Linked DNA regions of Mus musculus: region 1 is linked to region 2. A link is a contact called in public Hi-C data. All regions are on one chromosome and are shown on one strand. The core of a region is the stretch at or near the end of the contact, and the rest is flanking DNA. Distances in the headings are between cores, read along the strand shown. Region 1 has its middle 300 kb from the start of Gm46645. Region 2 has its middle 270 kb from the start of Tle4.

Region 1 (2,853 bases), core at 110-2,609, 170 kb after region 2:
GACATCACCTACAGTTGAATCATTATTCTTCTTTTCAGAAAACTAGGTTTTCTTGGAAAAACAAAGCAAAACAAACAAACAAAAAACCTAGATCTTTTTCCAGGTTTGCAAATTTTTGTCTCCGCAGAAATCCTGTTTTTTTTTTTGTTGTTGTTGTTGTTTTTTTAATGTGTTTGTTTTTGTTGTTCTGTTCTGTGTGTGTGTATGTGTGTGGTGTGCTATCATAAGATTAATATGGTTATTTTTTAAAACCAAAAAATAATATGGTAATCCTTTAAAACTCTGACCTGTATGTAAATTGAGCATGGATTGCTCAGTTAAAGTCACTGGCATGTTCTATAAGGAAATGACAATGCTAAAGCCACCAATATATTGCTTATTTGCTTTAAAAGAGATAGGCTATGCAAACAGATAAGTCTACAAATTAAAAAATATATATTGCATATAATTGTTAAAAGGTACTATTTCTAGGCATAATTGCATATTTTAAATCCAGAGATGAGGTAGGTGTTTCTTGAAATCCAGAGCAACAACCGGGCCCTTTTTAGTGGTTTAAACACACATAATTAGCAGTTTAATTTCCTCTGTGGCTGAGTTAGCCGTAAGATTTCATTTAATAACAAGCACAATTTTATAGCCCCAAGTAAGTGCCAGAGCCAGCGTCAGCTCAGCACTGCCCTCTGCTGGTCCTCAGCTGTCTCATGCCACCCTGCTCAGGGCAAAAGCATCTAACTTGAAAATTGTAACTGGGCTGTCTGAAAATTAATTGTGAGAGAAATGGAGAAATATAATTCATTTCAAACTCCCCTAATGAGGCTTTTGTTTTTAGCAGAACAAGCCCCAAAAGTCAGAAAGTATAACCCTAGATATCTTTCCTCTGGTCTCTCATACAGTCATTATCATATTAGCCTTGAAGCAGGTGTGTCTTTCTCATTACTCAGCACAATTACAGATGATGTCCAATATTTCTATACATGAGATGTCCCCAAACAACTAGTTTTCAAAACAGCAGTTTGTTACCCCTTAAGTAACCCGAATAAGCATGGTTTCATCTTATGTTTGGCCTTACATCTTACATTTTGCATCCAACTTGGCCTTATTTCTTGGTCTCTTTACTCAATTATTTTTAACACAGTAATGAAATTTCCTCTATACCCAGACTGCAGTCACTCTTTGTTAGCGCCAACTAGGGCTGACTACAGAAATAAAGACATGTCCTGAAGACTCCGGCTAACAAGCTGACAAACGTCAAAGCTGCTGTGTTCTCCCAGCCTTCTCTTTTCATCAGAAGGGGGAGGACTGACCATTATCTCAACCCTTCATTCAACATTCCAAAAGGGAAATATGCTGTCATCATATTGAGGCAAATAGCTGTCTGCATTGGGAGTCAGAAGAATTCACTAGGGCTTATTAAAGCAAATCCTCCCATTGGAAATGCAAGTACAATGAAAGCCCAAGCAGCTGCCTTATGTATGCACTGAGTTCTCTTGGCAGTGTCCTCTCTGTGTCCTGTCTTCTACCTCCCATAGGCCTCGAGGCTGTGAATCGGGAGAGATTACCATCAAAGCTTTTAAAATAGAAATTTATCAAATTTTGACTTGGGTTAAAACTGGGATTCAAATGTCTGCTCTGTAGAGCTGACGCTCAAATACATTTCTTCTACTTCCTAACTCTTATGTGATCTTAGGTGATAATATGACTCATGTAGCACTTCATGAGGTTTAAATTAGATACCATATGAAAGTGCACGGAGCTGTGCAACTTAGTGCAGCTTCTGAACTGGAGGCAGAGCCAGACTCAGGAGAGGCGTGATACAGCAGGAGAAAAGGGGAAGGGAACTATTGCTAAGAGCTTTACTCTTCAGTCCCATCATTACCAATGGCCCTGGGAAAGACACTTTAATTTCTTTAAACTTCAGTTCTTTCACTCTGAAAGGCTATTGCTAGTTCCTGCTCACAGCATTATGGGAACTGTAGAGAAAAGGGATCAGCAGAGAGCTTTGCATATCAAATGTGCCAATAAACAGCACATGGGGAAATAGAGCTGATATGGTAACCCATTTGAAGTTCTGGTTTTATCATCTTGACTGCTTTATGTCCTTGCACAATACATAGCTAACCATGACTGTCCTCTTTTAGTTTACACAAAGGTTAAATATGTTTTCCCTAAAAGGTTGATCTTGGTACTGCTCTTGATAAAATGTTTGGTCTGAGGTTCTAGAAAAATATCTAGCATCTCTTCAGTGGAGCTTCAGTAGACTGTGCCCAGTGGCTAAGGAAGAAGCTTTACAACTGGTTTGTGGAATTCATGGGCTGCACAATGATGAGGTTGAATATTATAACTTCATAAAGGGCAGCAATGCAAATAAGCTAAGGTTCTAGTCTAAGTGCATCACTTCAATTTTTGTTTGTAGTACCAGTACTGCCTGAGGAACAATTAAGGACCTTCCTGGGTAGAAGTCTGTTGCATTGCGTCACTCTAACATACTCAAAAGGAAAAGAGGATGCAACGGCAGCTAGACACTCACTTCAGGAAAGCTTCAAAGGATCTCAAGTCAGGTGCTGGTCTGTGCTGTCTAGGTTTGAAATAATTAAGAAACAGACATGAGACAGATGCATTGGGACATGTCTATAGCCTGAGCTATACTCATGGCTGGGGAGGACTAAGTCCAGAAGTTTAAGGTCAGCCTGGATGACATAGTAAGATCACCGTGTCTTAAAGAAAAGCCAGAAGAAATGTATGGATCAAACAGGCAAGTCAAAGATGATATAATTAGTTTTGTGATCTTCAAAGATGAATTGGACAAGGTGGGACCCTAAGTGCTTTCTGGTTCTCTGGCTCAGAAAGAGACAG
Region 2 (2,741 bases), core at 207-2,706:
AATTGGTCCTGTAGAGGAACATAGTTTGTTTTTTAGCACCCATAGGGCAGTTCATAACTATCTGTAACTCCAATTCCTGAGGATCTTGCTCTCTGTCTGGCTTCCTTGGACACACACATAGACACACCTGTAGGTCAAACACCCATGCGCATAATTTTTTTAAATAAATGTTTGTTAGAAAAAAAATCCTGTTAGGGTTTGAATCCCAATTTCCCCCCTATAGTCTCATAGTTTAAGCAATCATTTCCCACTTGTGGAGCTATAGAGAGAGACTGAATAACCTTTAGGAGAGGTGAGCCTGTCTGGCAGAATGAGGTTGAGAGGGCAGGCCTTTGAAGGTTGTAGGTTGGTCCCTGGTTCTTGCTTTTCTCTTTGCTTCTTGATCTGTTTGTAATGCGGAAAGCCTTTACCACACACTGTTGCTACCATGAACTAGACTTTTGCCAAACTTTCCCTTCCATGATGGACCAAAATCGCTCTGACATTATGAGACAAAACAAATCTGCTTTGATGATTTCAACTTTAATTTATAGCATCCGTGTGAGCTGGTGTGTGCTGCCTGCATTTTTGTCTTCTGCCCATGAGATGGTTTGTGCTGAAGGGAGATCAGTGACTCCTGTGACTTCCCTCCTACCTTCTCATCCCTGAAGTTCAATCTTTTATTCTTGCCCATTGAGACACTTTGCCAATCCTGTAGTTTTTCAAGTCTCTTTGATATTCAGATAATCTAATTTCTGGGTTTTTCAAATCCAACTAAATCTTAACCAAACTTCAACCTCTTATTCAAAAACCTCTCTCCTTTCTCAACTCCAGTCTCTACTCAGGCTCTGGAAAGAGCTGTGAGGAAAAGTATTGCTCTGTTGGTGCTTCTTTCTCTGGGGCTAAATCAACAAGAAGCAATAGGGGGCAGACCTCAGTGGCATTTGGCAGGGTGCTGGTTTATGCTTCTTAGCAATTGAATACCACTTAAGGCACATGTCCAAATTCCATGTGAAAGGGTTTAAAGTGTTCTTCATGTCTTTGTCCCTGACACTACTTCACCTCTGACTTTGATTCTCCTATCTCTCTGCCAAATCTCCCCTTATATTTCTGTTCCAAATTCTAACTCTGTGTGTGTGTGTGTGTGTGTCTGTCTGTCTGTCTGTCTGTCTTTCTCTCTGTCTCTCTGTGTCTTTTCCTCTCTCTCTGTCTCTTTCACATTTGTGGGACCCTAGGCAGAAGTATAAACAAAACTCCAAACTGCATAGTCAGCCCGTTTGACCATCCAAGTCAAGTTAAAAATGGTTTGATAAAACATGTTGTGTTCGCCATCCTTAAAACTAATGCCTTCATAAGAGCAGAGGATTTGAGAGTCTAAGGTCTAAGGCAGGAATCCTTCATGCCTTGGTCTAAGGAGCTCTACTGTCCTTGAGCATGGTCAACTCATACCCACATGCCTTTTCAGCCTTCAGTTTGCTCAGAGAGAAACTCACACTATTTCATACTCAAGCCTGGAAGGGTTGGCTGCTCCTAAGTGTCTGGTAGCTGTGTGGCTGGGGTTGTCGATAAGAAACCTGCCTCCCTTCAATCTGGTAGCTTACTTGCACCTTCAAGGAGAGCCTTTGCTACTCATGAAAATAGCTTGTCTTCACTACTGTGTCTGCAGTACTTTGAATATGCTTGGGACATGATAGGGACAGTCTAAATTTGTTGAATAACTGGAGCAGTAGAAAACATCCTGTTCTTCCCCTCCTGAGGAATTTCCTTAGACAACAGTATTCTGATGCCCATGCCTGCCCACCACACTGATTATTCTCCTCAATTCGTCCCTAGGCTCTCATTTGTGGTGATGAGCTATGAGTCATCAAGTCATTTAAAGCCACCTCTTAGCTCTGCATGGATGAGCAGTGGGAGGTACCAACTGCTTTCTTGGGCTTTAACTGGAATCTTAAGGCAACAGGAAATGCTTCATTTAACAAGTTCTGTGTGATTTGCCTGGTTCATGTCACTTTAGCTGCAGAGGGTAGATTTGAACCCAGCATTAACTGCTTTCAACGAGACAAACGTTCTCACTAGACCAGGCTGCACTGGAAACCATGGTAACAAGTCAGGCAGGGAGCCTGCCTATGGGAGCCTGCATCAGTGCAGTGCAAGTCTCTCTGCAGCCCAGGGCAGCGTGATTGCTGACTGCTCAGATCAAATCACTGGCTTAGTGACACACAACTGTTTCAGTATCTCATTTGGCGGCTGCTTTATGTTCACTGTCAGATGCTGGACTCAGGGGATTGGGGGAAGCGCCCCCAGCTTGTTTGAAAGTTCAGTCAGTGGTTGCACAGATGACTTGAGACCGTTTCTGTGATCAGCTGTTCTGTGATTTGCACAATTAGAACAGCTTTCTTGCCGGAAGCCTTTGAAGAACAATTACAAAAACAAATAGCAGTCACAGTAGCAGAAGTCATAGCAGCAGAAAGAAAAGAAAAAAAAAAGGAAAGAAGACAGACAGAAGTACCAAACAAGACAGATGCCCCTCCTCCACCCTGCCAGGACCATGCACATCCTTTTGTGGAAATGTTTTCATGCCAGGCCTCAAAGGGTCAACCTTATTAAGAAAAATAGCAGTTAGCTTCCTATGCAATTACCACAATACATTGTAAACCATTATTCTGTAATTTTTCAGAAATGAATAACTAGAAGAATTCTCTCTCTGGAAATCTATTAACATTTGGACAACAAAGCCAGCAGTGATGTGAAAGGCATGGCTG

What was found. Hi-C and Micro-C count contacts between places; a contact is called where the count stands out from the background.
Region 1: a Hi-C map of the N1E-115 cell line shows a contact between it and region 2, with 3 times the contacts expected there. A contact is called at or near these places in 4 of 39 promoter capture datasets (hippocampal neurons, liver and stem cell-derived epiblast-like cells), 4 of 484 Hi-C or Micro-C datasets (the N1E-115 cell line, embryonic stem cells and nephron progenitors), 1 of 130 datasets of targeted methods (embryonic stem cells) and 1 of 9 other capture datasets (embryonic stem cells).

The regions. Positions count from the first base shown.
Region 1 is chr19:15,035,087-15,037,939 of GRCm38.p6, forward strand. No RefSeq gene overlaps it. Among named protein-coding and RNA genes, the nearest start is that of Gm46645, 300 kb to the right of the region's middle.
Region 2 is chr19:14,869,500-14,872,240 of GRCm38.p6, forward strand. No RefSeq gene overlaps it. Among named protein-coding and RNA genes, the nearest start is that of Tle4, 270 kb to the left of the region's middle.